Regions from separate parts of the Mus musculus genome. Here all the other regions are linked to region 1. Evidence: chromatin contacts called from public HiChIP or PLAC-seq and promoter capture Hi-C data. All regions are on one chromosome and are shown on one strand. The core of a region is the stretch at or near the end of the contact, and the rest is flanking DNA. Distances in the headings are between cores, read along the strand shown. Region 1 has its middle 71 kb from the start of Fam240b. Region 2 holds the start of Spata31d1c (spermatogenesis associated 31 subfamily D, member 1C). Region 3 holds the start of Cntnap3 (contactin associated protein-like 3). Region 4 holds the start of Prxl2c (peroxiredoxin like 2C).

Region 1 (3,468 bases), core at 616-3,115:
TTGGCAGATGTGTGGAGGATAGAACCCTCCTACAGTTTGTGGATAGCATAAAAAATTTATTCAATGATTTGGCTTCTCCTTTTACAGAAACAATAGATGCTAAGAATCAGTGTCCACCAGGTAAGGTTTAGTAGGAAGCAGGCCTTTCCTTTTCACCCTAAAGTCCCCAGGTAAATATAGAAGCCACAAAGAACAAAATTTTGGTTTCAAGAATGAGCAGGAGTAACTCCCAGCTTTCCTGCCACCCAAGGTCCGCAGCAGTTTGATTGATGTCACATGTGACTATGGTCATATAACATAGCTAATGTACTTACTAAGCCTGTCTGTTTGCAGTACAAGACCCAGTTTCCTTCCTTAGAAACCTGTTGGAGTAAAGAGCTTTGTCTGGGGGATCTGAGACTACCTCAGGCCCCCTGTGTGGCCTGCTTTCGTTATTAAAAACCTTTTGCCTGAAAAGGGAAGACCTCTCTTATCATCTCATCATCTCTCTCAAACATGCTTTCTTTCCTCTTCTTCACTCCCAAAACCTATGACTCCCCCTGCCTCTGATTGCTGGGATTACAGGGTATATACTACCACACCTAGTTTATGGAGACCCAAGGATCAAACCAGGACATTTCAAATGCTAGGTAAGGAATCTACCAACTGAGCTACAACCCCCAGATCAGACAGGATAGTGACCAGCACTGGTGAGAATATTTTTTATTTGTTTGAGTCTTTCAGTTTTATCTTTTGCTTCCTTACAGGACTCTGCCAGAAGTTTGTGTTAATTTTCTACTTTTGAGACAGGAAAAGGCTTTAATGGGTAGGAATCTTTTTTCTCCAGCCTCTAGTCTCTCTTTGAATGTATCAAGCTAATTTTCTTAACTCTGGGTGGCTCATAGTTATCTAAAGAAATTACTTTTATCTTTTGAAACCAAAAATAACTCTTACATTAAAATTTTTTTCTTTGGTGAGCCTTAACTCTGTCTGAGGTCCACCCACTTGGTTGTAGTTGCACTCTTAGGTAAGGGATAGTAGTTTGGACCAAACATAACCAGAGGTTAGATGACTGTAAGGAGGGTTTCTGTTTGGGGGAACATTCTTAGTAGTTATTCCCCTTTCTTATACATGTATTCAGTCCAGGTTAGTGTTGAGGGTCTTTGTTCATAAAGGATCTTAAGCCATTTTTGCTAAGAGAGAGCTTTGCTTTATGGCTATTGATATTTGCATCTGTGCTAAGGTGCTCTTGTCTCTAGGGCAACCAGAACCAGAGTTCTTAGGTTCTTGTTGCTATAGAGATCTGGCAATTTCTGTACCTAGGGATGGAAAAAACTTTAAGCTGAACAATTATGATTGGCACAAATATGCTAAATGATACACGGTACAGGTCCATGTGAGATGTCCAAGTGGGCCTAATTAAACTTATAGGCACAATAGTTCTCTTATAGTACTACAAAATCACTGCCCACATTCACCATGCATCAATCTTCCAACCACTTAATATTCTATCAAAATGTGATTGCATTATTATTAAAAGTTTACATTATAATGTCTGCTGACCTACTGCTCTGGGCTTAGTCATGTTCTAGTCTATGATTAATCTTTTAGCAATTTCCCCTTGCTCTGGAATTAACGATTAGCCATTTTAATGTATATTTTGTATTTTGTACTTAACACTAATATTCAAAAATTTCTTATTATGACTTTTGTCTAAAAACAACAAAATACAAAGGTATTCAAGCATCTGATTTGTTTGGGAAGAGAATGTAGGAGGCATAATGAGAGAGCCTGCTGAGAGCCTGCTGAGTAGGTAAGAAGTCAGTTTTAAAATGGCTGCCTTTGAAGGGGAAGGCTCGATCCCGCTGAGACTTTATGAGCAGCTGCATGGAATGCCTCTTGACATTGTGCACTTACTGGCCACAGTTCACTATCTGAAGCAGCTGTCCCTGGTTGGGGAGTGTCAGTGATTCTCCACCTTCACCTCAGTGCTGTGGGAGTACAGGGTCAGTGCTTCCCACTCACAGGCTGTGCGTGCACGGAAGTTATAGGACAGCGTTTCGATTTGAAAGTAGGTTTTCACCATCTGCCTTTGAGGGAGATCAAGGAATCAGATTCAAGAGAGACTTTCACTGCTGTGCTTTATCCGCTGAGCCCTCTTGCCTTCTCCCATCTGAATTTTTGGGTTCCCTAAATCTTCCCAGGGGAGGGGAAGGGCTTCAGTGGTCCAACCATCTAACAGAGATATTGGGTCAATAGGGAAATAGGTCACAACTTCATGTCAAATTAACATCTGAATCTAATTAAAGCCCTTCAACTCAGGATAGAATTATTTTACTAGGGAGCATTCTGTCTGCCGTTTGTACACTTCAATACATTTTTTGTTGTCATACATGGGACTTCATATTCTTTAATTAATATCATGTCAGTTTTTCTACAGTATTTTTAAAGATTTTTTTAAAAAAAAGTGTAGACTAGAAGAGGGCTATTTTGGAGACGGAGTTATAGGTAGCTGTGAGCCTCAGTGTTGGGAGCTATTAAGACAACTCTTGATCTCTAAATTGGGCCTCTCTCACCAAGAAGAAAAAGGGGTCAAAAGCGGGCCACCGACACATGGATTCCGAGAACCACGGGATGTTCCAGCCCTAGGTCATCACCGATGTCCTGACCACACCCTGATACCACCAAGTTCCTGCTTCCCCGTGTAGCTGCCAAAAGAAAGAATTTCTATTGCCCCCTCCCATAAGTACTTCTCCTTTTGCTTGTATTGCCCCACCCCTCCCACTGATAAGTGTCTGTACTTCTCCTTTTGCTTGTGCATTTAAGCCTTGGACCTTTCTCAATACATTGGGGTCTTGATACAACTTCAGAATGGTTTCCGTGTCGTTACTCGTACAAGACCCTTGTCTCCCCGCCCCCCATTTGGTTCTTAGGAGGAGGTCCCCTCGAGACCCTCGAATAACTGGACCTGCTGGACGGGTCACCTCAGCAGGCGAAGTACATGCTCATAACCACTGAGCCATCTTTCCTACAGGTTTTTAAAAGACTTACTCAGTATGTGTTGCCTGTGTCCTTTCTACCTTTTGTATCTCTCTCAGTCACATGATGTTAAGTGTCTCTTGTGGCCATTCACCTCCTTTCTCTGAGCCCAGACACTCTTGTTTCAAACAAACACAGGAATTTTCTTTTTGTTCTTGCTTGAGGACCAAGTATTCGGAATGAAAGTCGGGGAGGCATGTTCTATAGGAGGCATGTTCTATAGGGAAAGCCTTTGGAGAAACTGCTTTACTGGCACAAAATTTTATATTCTGTGGGACTTACCCTTTAAACTGCAGTGTATCTTAATACAGTCATGGAGTTTTGAAACCATTACTACTCTCTAATTTTGGAAATATCATCATCTTTCTTAAACAGAACTTATTCCTGTTAGCAGTCACTGCCCATCATCCATCTTTCCCAACTGCTCCTTTACCTGCAGCCCTGAGTAGC
Region 2 (3,468 bases), core at 425-2,924, 460 kb after region 1:
GGCCAATAAACGGGAATGAGTGTGTAGGGGGTTGGCGGGGGGAGGGTGTGGGGGACTTTTGGGATAGCATTGGAAATGTGATTGAGGAAAATACGTAATTAAAAAAAAAAGAAAGACAGAAATAGGATAAGAAATTGTCCTCAAAAACTGCCATGAGATGGGCTGGAGAGATGGCTCAGTGGTTAAGAGCACTGACTGCTCTTCTGAAGGTCCTGAGTTCAATTCCCAGCAACAACATGGTGGCTCACAACCATCCGTAATGAGATCTGATGCCCTCTTCTGGAGTTTCTGAAGACAGCTACATTGTACTTACATATATAATAAATAAATCTTTAAAAAAAAAAAACTGCCATGAGAGCAGGGAATGGTGGCACAGCACACCTGTGAGGATCAGGAGTTCAAGTTCATTCTTAGCTACAGTGGGGACATCCTTTGTCACATGAGTCCCTACCAATCAGCTAACCAACCAAAACCGAAACCAAAGTAAACATCTGCTGACGACCTGAGTGTGGTGGTGTATATCTATAACTCCAGCCCTTGAAAACCTGAGACAAAAGAATTGCTTACAAGGTCGAGGACAGCCTGGGCTATATGGTGAGACCTAGTTTAGCTTGGACTATAAAGTGAGAGTTGTGTTAAACAAAACATAAATGCCACTTGATGTTCACAAAGCTAAGGGTTAGAGACAGGCAGCAGATACAGATGTATACATACCACTATTTCCAGGTAGGAAAAAGCTACCTGGAAATTTGGTGAAGGATGGATGTTCAGAGTTCAGAGGATGGTTGTTGAGGGGGGAAAATTGAAAAGAAGTTTAGTTATCTGTGAAATCTTGGTCTACCCAAAGCTTCAATCACTCCAGAAAAGTAAATGGAATATCCCACTAGCCCAAGAGGTTTGAAGTTTGTATACACATCTTTTAGTTATGTTAGTTTTGTAATTCAGCCTGTCCTTCTGACTGAAGCAAAGTTTGCTATGGTATATTCACAAAAGTAAATGTATGAGGAAATACTTTTGTTGTATAGCTGGATTCGGAAAAAGAGCCATTCTGTAGAGAAGAAATATTATATTTGAGCAGTGGTTCTCAACCTTCCTAATGCTGTGACCCTTTGATACAGTTCTTGTGGTGACTCCCAACCATAAGATTATTTCATTTCTATTTCTATAACTGTACTTTTGCTACTGTTATTAATCACAATATAAATATCTGACATACAGAATATCTTGATATGTGACCCCTGTGAAAGGGCAATTTGATATCCAAGGGGGTCACAACCCTCAACTTTGAGACTGCTGTGTTAGAGGGAGGACATTTGTGCTGCTGAGACTAAATATCTGGCCCAAAGCTAAACTTCAAGGCATCCTTTTGGACACTCTAGTCTGGAGAACTGAATGACTCCAATTCAAGAGCTGCAAACACTAAAGGGGAATGGGTTGGCATCCAGATTACAGAGGTAACAAGAAAGTTCCCTGAGGAACATAAAGTGAAGTAAGGAAGGAGGGGTGGAAACAGAGCAGCAGTCTCAAGCAGAAGTCAGTGAAGGAGCTTGGAGGAGGGGGAGGGAGGATCTGAGGGCTCACCCTTCTCTCTGTCCTCACAAACCCTCTATGACTCTCCCTTGCTCTGTGATGCAGACCTAGGCCTACAGTGAGGCCCATGCAATCTCAGAACTCATATACCTCAGGCATCCATGAGACTCAGTGTATGGAGAACATCCTCTCTTTTCTAAATAGATCATGGTTAGGCTTTGGATCAGCATTCTTGGATATTGGCTCCAATTACATCTTTCTGAGTGGAGTTTGGTCTATTCTTCTATACCTGTGGTATTTGATACTGAAACAATTCTTCCCACCACCTTGGAAAAGTCAGGACATCAAAAAGGTGAGGATGTATGATGAACCCCCAAGAGATATTTTTTATTGATGTACTACAGAACTCAATGAGTACTGGATTTAGTACTGGATGAGCCTGTCTGTCTCAGAAACATGACTGATATGGGACACTGGGGAGAGAAAAAAACATTGCTGTCCTAGGGCATGAGTCCTGGCATGGGAGGAATACAGAGAGGACTAAAGTTTTCACTTAAATATTCAAAGGAGAATAGCTTCTCCTGCTGAACACCTGAATGAGAATCCCAGGCTTATTTCTCACCCTGCATGTAGATTTACCCAACAATCAGCCAGGTTGAGCTGGTCAGGAAAGCAGTGCTGACTTCTTGAAGGCTCTGAGAAGAACCTGAAACTCAAGCTTTGTCCCACTGGACAATCCTGTCTCCAGAAAAGCACAGATGTTGCTGCTGGCCTCAACTTTCTAACTGATAACTCCAAGTATAGCTCTTACAGACAAAATTCTCCTTTAATTTCCCAAAGAAGGAAAAAGAAAACATCAGGTCACCTCCAAAAGTTAATTTAAGAAAGAACTAAATTTCATTAACTGAACAAATGTCATAATAATCTTGGTTTATGAAATCTGGGTTTCTTCAGAAAATAAACATGAGGGAAAATTCTAACACCTTGTTCATTTCTCTATGTCCACAGTACCAGGGCTCAGCTAACAAAGAAAGGAGGAAGTCACTTAAAGGTAGGTATCTATCTGCTGGATCTCCTCTTCCCAGTTTACCATCCTGTCATTTCCATAAGGTCTTAGGTCTATGATCTGAGGATGTAAAGTTGCCAGATAATTAACTGACAAGAAATAGTTCTCAAAGGAGAGACTCACTGGAAGGCAGCGTGATAAACATACCAGAGTCAGTTCCCTCTCTGCACTCCTGTGGACATGAAGCTGACATGCACTATCAGGAGAGTGTGTTCCATGTATACAGTGAGCACTGGATAAGTCCAGGGAGCACTACGTGTTTGTTTGGTTGTTTGGTTGGCTGGTTGTTTTAGAGCCACACATTCCTGCCTTCTGGTATGATACACATGCTTAACATGTAGGTGCCCATACACCTCTGAGGAAACTAAGGCCTGTGTGCTTTATATGGTGTTTTAAGTATCATCACATGGGACAATGTAGATAAAGATTTTTTTGTATAAAGACACATAACATGTGAGCCATCTTAGTGACAATTTGACCTTGTCTGTTTACTTTAATAGCCCAAGTATTTTCCTTAAAGTGACTCCTGTTTGATATTTCCACCTTTCTTACCTACAACTAATACTTCTGCTTTCCCAGGTTGTAGAATTACCCAGAGAAAGTCACAGGAACAGAGAGAGCTGCTGTCTGTTGTGCAAAGGTATTATTCTCCTTTTTTCCTGGGCCTCCTTTTCTTATGATCAAAACATCACAGAGACTCAGCACAGCTTGCTCTTGTCATGGGAAGGGTATCAAAAGAGACAAGTACACAGATGAAAAGCATGGAGAGAGGTTATAGCCTCTCTGGAAGCCATGGGTGTCATAAAATGAATACACACACACACACACACACACACACACACACACACACACACACACAGGCTTTGGGTATC
Region 3 (3,468 bases), core at 679-3,178, 330 kb after region 1:
CATAGGGAACTTTCAGGATATCTTTTGAAATGTAAATGAAAAAACTATCTAATAAAAAATTGGAAAAAAAGAACCTAGAAAAGGTAGTGCTGCTAAGGCCTTCTTGCCTCTGTTCTCTTTTTCTCAAGCTGAGACTCTTGAAGCTCTTTATCAAATAGTGAAAGTGATCTCTAGCGATTTATCATTATGCGTTTTACTAGCTGGTTGTTGAATTACTTTATTGTGATTTTATTTCCCTTACAAGCGATTCATTTCTTCTTCATAGGCCCTGTCATAGGACCCTTCAAATTGGGTTCTACGTTTTATTAGCAAAGCCTTCCTATGAGACAAAATTAAGCTTTTAACTTTTTTTATAATTTATACAGAGGTGGGATAAATTTTGTAAATTAAGACTGTTGGATGTGAAAGGCATGAGTATAGGTGTTCAATACAGGGACTGCACTATCAGCCGTGGGCGTTATCTCAGCTTGAGGATTCAGGGCACGAAGAACTCTGGAGTATGGCAGACTTCATAAAGAAGGTTGAGGTGAACCCTGAGAGCTGCCTCCAGGGGATCCTGCCCTTCAGTGATCTGTATTTCTAAATATGACAACTAGCTTTTATTAGCTGATTCAATGAGGTTTGGACTGAGAGGAGTGAAAGCAGAAAGGAGGAAAAATGTGAATAGTTCCAATCAGGTGGTGACACGGATGGTCGTGGTTAAACTAAATGGGTAACAAAACCAAACCAAAAGTGATGAATCTGAGAAAGGGACCAGTAGGAAAGGGGTGTGAGCGACGTCATTGTTAGGATATCAGGTAAAGTTTCTGTGGGGAGAGGAGCCAGAGTGCATTATATGCATACATGGGACTGTCAAAGAAAAAAAAAACTTACTTTTAAAAAGTTATTTTTTTAATTCAAGGAGGAATATATTTTTAAAATTCTAAACTCATAGCTGAATTAAATCAGTAGAATTTTAATTGAGGCATATTTTTACATTTTCGTGAAAGATAAAAATAAAAGTATTGGGTTTTTCTGTACTATCTGGATTATTATTACTCCACTAAAATACTGACCATTCTACAAATAAAAGCATGCTAGATTTTTGCCAAATCAGAAACACAGCACTCCGTGACAAAATTTTTAAATGTAAATGTTGACACATAGAGAATGACTAGCAAAGTTTTGTCTTTAAACAATAACTTTTACTATTAGAAACAACCTGTTCTGTGAAGAGAATACCCACGTGTTTTCCCCCCCCTCTGAGCAATTTGAGCAGGGTGCCAAATTTGGCCTATAAAATTTAGGCTGATCTATAGCTGCTCCATCCCTGCAGTATTTAAGAGTTAATTAGCATCTTAACTCTGAAGCTACCAAGGTCTGCAAAACTGTATGCTGGTAGCAGCTAAACTGATGCAGGATGATGTAATGCCTGCCAGTCATTTCTCTGATGGACTTAATTCCTGGAAATTGTTCCATTCAAGGGGAATAAATGATAGTGTTGGCCAATTAATTCCTAACACATGGGTCTTTCTGTTTTTATGAAACATTCACCCCCTTAGTGATTATTCAGATATATAAATAAATTCAAATACACACTATGTATTTTAGACCCTCTCAGAAGATGAAAGTCTATCGTAAATAAATTTTAGTTTTTCAGGTTGCAACTGAATAGGGTTTATTTGAAACCCCATTTTTATTTTTCACCAGCCCTATGCTCTGCTATTCGGATTCAAATTAAACCAGGAATTAAATGCAAAGTTTTCCAGATAGCCTAGAGCAAGTTTTAAGCATTTTGCTGTACTTACGTGGATCTCCTGCTGCTACTAGGGGCAGGGTCTGAACAGACAGCAGCAGCAGAAGCAGCAACGCATCCAGGAATGCTCCGTTGACCCGTGCCATGATCACTTTGGGCTCCAGAAACTCTATAAAGAGAGCAGCAGCTGCTTGGGTGGCTTCAGTGTCCTGCCTGGCTTCTGACAACCCTCCCTGCTTGCCGGCTTTCCTCTTGCAACTCACAGGCTGCTATCCCTGCTCTGGCAACGTAGAAGCCAGAGCCTCTGCTCCAGCTGCACACAATCCCGATCCCCGCGCTGCGCGTGTAAGGACCGCCACCTTGCGACGACAGCCTCTCCAGCTCCAGACTATGTGACTCCCTACCTGTCCCAGAGGTACGAGCCCTGGCTCTCCCAACTTAAGTCCCTGAAGGTGGCAGATATCAAATGCTAGTCTGAGAGGACATAGGAGCTTCTGCTCACTGTCTTGGTAGCTATCCTCAGTTCATTCATGCAGCTGCCTCTCTCACCTGGATGTATGCACTGGACTCTGGGGACCACCTGACTCATTTTTGAACACACGCGCGCGCACACACACACACACGCACACACACACACACACACACACACACACACACACACACACACACACACACACACACACACACAAACCTGCCATACTAGGACAGCTGTTTGCAAAGGCCAGGTGTTATCACCTTGGTAATGGACTGCAGAGAGTACATCTAGGGTTGACTCTGCTCTGTTTCATATCAAAAAACAATGGGCCAGAAAGGACTCTACAGATGCATACAGAAGCGCTCTATCTGAAAGCTCATGGGTCAAACTGCTGGTAGGCAAGTCTGATGAGACTCACTTGTTAACAGGGTTTTTGTTGTGTTGTCCCTAATGTCTAAGCACCTGCCCCCGCATCTTTTTTTTCCCATTAAATTTAATCTTTGCCAGCACTAAAATATTTTTTTCAGCACATGATTTCTTTTTTCTTTTTTTCTTTTTTGCACTAAAATATTATTAATCTTGATTTCTAAGTGTCTCTTGAAGTTTTCACCTTGAGGCAGATGCCTTACTACCTTCATCTTGGTCAGGTCCTCCAGTAAGGTACGTGAGAAAGGTCAGGGAAGTGTGCACACACACACGTGCACACACACACACACACGCACGCACAGAAAGTTGTGTAAAAATGTCATGACACTTGAAAGTTACTTGTTAAAACTTAAGAGAGTTTACTCTGGCTTAGGCATTCCCTCCTTGAATGGTAGGTCCTGTGTTTCATCTTTTTGGTAGGATTTTACTCACATATTACTTTTTTATGGGATGATGATCTCATAAATATTTACAGCTTGAATTAATTATATAAAGCTGCTTGTACATTATAACAAATACATTCATTTTTTAAAATAAATTCTTGTCCGGAAACAATGTTCCTGGAAATGAAGAAACTATTTCTAGAAGGAAAAAAAATGTAATATACTAAGTGTATTCCAATGTATGTTAGAATTTATAGTCCTTCAGTTTTAAGTTCTGAAGATTACATTGGAATCCCTAAAAGTGTAGCCAAATCCACTGGCACTTCAAGTCCTAAAATGGAATTCTACTCCAAAAATGTGTTGTATCTCCTAGAATTATTTTTTAGAATATCTTTCTAAGCAATGCAATGTGATCTTAATATAAATTTTCAAGTGTTGATACTATTGGA
Region 4 (3,468 bases), core at 716-3,215, 260 kb before region 1:
GGGGTTTGTTTGTTTTTGTTATCTGTAAAACATGGAGGCCATTCTGCTGAGTGAAATAAGCCAGGGACAGAAAGACAAACACTGGATGACCTCACACGGAATACATACGGAGTCAAACATTATAACTCATGGAAGTAGAGAACAAAACAGTGGCTACCACGGGCTGGGAGAAAGGGGGTGGAACACACTGAAACGTGCTCAAAGGGTACAATTTCAGGGAGACATGAGCAAGAGGGATCCTTTTAGAAATGTGCTGTCCAGCACAGTGACACAGTTACTAGTAATGTGCTACTCCAAAATCACCAAAAGCCATCTACTTTAAATGTTCTTTGTGAGGGCTGGAGAGATGGCTCAATGGTTAAGAACACTGACTGCTATTCCAGAGGTCCTGAGTTCAGTTCCCAGCAACCACATAGTGGCTCACAACCATCTGTAATGAGATAGGATGCCCTCTTCTGGTGTTTCTGAAGACAGTGACAGTGTACTCATATAAATAAAATAATCTTTATATGTTCTTTGTAAGCACATACACATCATGTTTATTGCTTCATTATTCACAATACAGAACCAGTGTGGGTATCTGCCAGCAGATGCATGTACAAAAAAAACCCAAACAACCCAACAACAACAACCCCCCACATCACATACACACATAAACGCACACATACACACACACTGGGAAATGTAATCAGTTATGAAGAATGAGGTAATGTTTATGAACTGCAGGAAATGAGTGGAAATGGACATTATGCCAAGTCAAACAAGCCACAGACAGACAAATATAGTATTGTTTTCTCTCACATGCAGAACTAGGCTTAAGTTTATATGCACATATTTATGTAGAGTAGAAAGGGTGTTGTGAGGATGAGGTCTAGATGCATGAGGGAATGAGAGGGTAAAGGAATATTAAGAAGACAAAGATGACCAGTGTGGCTCTGGAGGAGGGAAGCAGCAAGAAGGGGTGACCACATATAATAACAGAATAGGCATGTATGAAAATATCACGAGACCCATTTCTCTTTATGCTGAGTAACTTATGCCAACAATATTAAAAATGTTTACAACGCAAAGATGCTTCAGTGTATTATAAACAAAAGGAATAGAAGGGCAGGCAGAAGTTTTTAATTTTTTCCTCACTCATCCTGTAAATGTGTGCTGAAAATAGATCTTAGTTTTACAAATGCCCAGTGTCTTCAGTTACAAAGCTCTTCTGGCGACTGAAGAAAAACGCAAAGCTGCACTTTTAATATACGTTACATTTTCCTATAATGGATTACTATTTGGGTTGTAAACACAGTTGCTGTCTGTGTTTTGATTTTTTGCGTTCTTACGCAACATTTTGACACAGGCATTTTTACCAGGTAAAATTATGGTAGTCCGATCCCAAGAGGGCGCAAAAGAGCGCATTAGGACAGAAATAGACCCCCGTGGGTCTCAGCAGCCCCAGAGGATGAAGGAGGGGCCACCCACCCACAGCTCACCCCCACTGCATCGGCCGCTGTTGCTCACTCGGGAAACTTACTCGGAGGACGCTCTTGGGGATTTTGGCCAGATCTTCGACATATTCTTTACAGACGTAACACAAGAAATGCTGAAAGGCAACCATGCAGAAGAGCACGTCAACAAGGTAGCAGCCAGGTTCCAGAAGGTCCGGGCGGTCGGTTCCAGGCGAGGTGCTGCACCCGCCGCGGCCCAGGATCTGGGCGGCCAACGAGAGGCACTTCCCCTCCCGCCCTACCCGTGCTCACCCTCACAAACACCACCACGGCTCGCCGCTCTCGGAACAGCGCTCCGAACGTCACCCGTCTCCCAGACGCGTCCAGCACGGGCAGCTCCGCTACGGCGGCCGCTAGCGGCTGCCCGCGCTCTGTGACCGAGCCAGCCGGGCTCGGGACCCGGCCTGCGCAGCCGCTGACCTGCCGCGTCACCGGCGCGGCCATCGCGGAGGAGGGCGACCGCTCAGGTCAGCCACCGACCGCGGGGGGCGGGGTTAAGGGGGAGGGGCGGGGCTGAGACTGGAAAGGCGGGGTCACGAGGGTGAGGAGGGGACTGGAGGCGGGGCCACGCGGGGCCGACCCTTCGGAGGCGTGGCCACAAGGGACGCTACGGAGCTACAGAAGGAAAACACTCCAAACCGTTCTTCCAGTTTGAATACCAAGGGAGGGGACAGTGCTATGGGAGGTGCGGCTGAGGCACTCCCTCTTTCTACTGCCTACAACACTTTCCAATAAAAATCATATTCTTTACAGTCGTAACACAGGAAATGCTGAAGAAGGACTGGAAAGATAGATCAGGGGTTAACAGCCCTGGCTTATCTGGTAGAGAACCAGGGGGTTCAGTTTCCAGCATCCACATAGCAGCTCACAACTCTAGTCTCAGGGTATCTGATACTCTGGCACCCACAGTAGGCACTGTTCAGAGTGCCTACTGCTCTGAAAGAGGACCCAAGTTAGATTCTCAGTTCCCACATCAAATGTTCATAACTGCCTGTAACTCTTGACACTTTCTTGGGGATTCTGCAGGCATCTGCACTCACACAGAAAGAGTGACAGAGGAATGGAGAGAGAGAGACAGAGGAGGAGTGGGTGGGGAGGAAGAAATTAAAAATAACAGTTCATTAAAATTTTTAGATTAATAGCTGAGGCTGTGGTGGTGCACGCTTTAATTCCAGCACTTGGGAGGCAGAAGCAGGCAGATGGCTGAATTCGAAGCCAGCCTGGTCTACAAGACAGGTCTAGGACAGCCAGGACTACACAGAGAAACCCTGTCTCAAAAAAAAAAAAAATAACAAATAAAACTTAAATTACATTTTATTTATTTTGTGTGTGTGTGTGTTGTCTCTTTGTGGGTATATACAAGTTCCTCTTGTGTGTGGAAGTCGAAGGACTTTTGGAAGTTGGCTCTCTGCTTCCATCGTGTGGATCCCAAATATTGAACTCATGGCAAGTGCATTTATCTACAGTGCCATCTCCCAGGCCCAGCACCTGGCATTTGTAATCACCGCCTTACATTTCCCATTCTGTATTCCCTTTTCCCAGAGAAGCCACTTCAGCTGGTTGTGGGTCTTTACCCGATACAGTGACCAAACTCATTTCCATTGTCTTTAAACATTCTATGGGACAGCCTGTTTTCCAGACACTTCCTTAGTCCCCTGTTCTCCTCAGTAATCAGGACCAGTCATTGTAGGCAGAGCAGTAAGTCCCTTCTATGCCTGTTTCTTCAAAGGAGACCACAGAAACAAATAAAGCACGCACAAAGAGTGCATACAAGAAAGAATTCCTAACACAGTTAAGGCTTCTATCCTGTAGGTGGGTTCTATTTGAGTCAACCTTTGATCTCGGTAACAAATTTTGCATTTTTACTTCAGTCAGCTCTGTATTCCTCTGTCTAAGAATTTGTATTGTACTTACTGTATGTGCGCATGTGGGCACATTGTGACACTACCTGTGTAGAGATCAGAGGACAACT

Evidence for each region. Promoter capture Hi-C pulls out the DNA fragments that hold promoters and counts their contacts. HiChIP or PLAC-seq counts read pairs in DNA pulled down with a chosen protein or histone mark.
Region 2: a promoter capture Hi-C map of embryonic stem cells shows a contact between it and region 1, with 5 times the contacts expected there. The contact joins the promoter of Spata31d1c here to the enhancer-like site in region 1. A contact is called at or near these places in 11 of 39 promoter capture datasets (3T3-L1-derived adipocytes, the HPC-7 cell line, cranial neural crest and 7 more) and 1 of 115 datasets of contacts at active chromatin or transcription factors (embryonic stem cells).
Region 3: a promoter capture Hi-C map of embryonic stem cells shows a contact between it and region 1, with 3 times the contacts expected there. The contact joins the promoter of Cntnap3 here to the enhancer-like site in region 1. A contact is called at or near these places in 19 of 39 promoter capture datasets (the 3T3-L1 cell line, 3T3-L1-derived adipocytes, the C10 cell line and 12 more) and 1 of 484 Hi-C or Micro-C datasets (embryonic stem cells).
Region 4: an H3K27ac HiChIP or PLAC-seq map of embryonic stem cells shows a contact between it and region 1, with 5 times the contacts expected there. The contact joins the promoter of Prxl2c here to the enhancer-like site in region 1. A contact is called at or near these places in 4 of 39 promoter capture datasets (embryonic stem cells, hippocampal neurons and stem cell-derived epiblast-like cells), 28 of 484 Hi-C or Micro-C datasets (the C2C12 cell line, the G1E-ER4 cell line, Sertoli cells and 9 more), 5 of 115 datasets of contacts at active chromatin or transcription factors (astrocytes and embryonic stem cells) and 2 of 9 other capture datasets (embryonic stem cells and pancreatic islet).

What each region holds. Positions count from the first base shown.
Region 1 is chr13:64,567,211-64,570,678 of GRCm38.p6, forward strand. No RefSeq gene overlaps it. Among named protein-coding and RNA genes, the nearest start is that of Fam240b, 71 kb to the left of the region's middle. Within about 2 kb of position 1,866, at least 6 of the 459 cell types and tissues checked have an H3K27ac peak or open chromatin away from gene starts, as enhancers often do. A contact at or near this core is called in embryonic stem cells, where this site is marked.
Region 2 is chr13:65,031,384-65,034,851 of GRCm38.p6, forward strand. It overlaps Spata31d1c (spermatogenesis associated 31 subfamily D, member 1C), which reads left to right and starts at 1,675. Exons shown (of 4, transcript NM_001083890.2): 1 at 1,675-1,882; 2 at 2,539-2,581; 3 at 3,176-3,236. The coding sequence starts at 1,706.
Region 3 is chr13:64,901,960-64,905,427 of GRCm38.p6, forward strand. It overlaps Cntnap3 (contactin associated protein-like 3), which reads right to left and starts at 1,929. Exons shown (of 24, transcript NM_001081129.1): 1 at 1,788-1,929. The coding sequence starts at 1,881.
Region 4 is chr13:64,310,745-64,314,212 of GRCm38.p6, forward strand. Prxl2c (peroxiredoxin like 2C) reads right to left here and starts at 1,966. Exons shown (of 6, transcript NM_025370.3): 1 at 1,749-1,966; 2 at 1,523-1,591. The coding sequence starts at 1,940.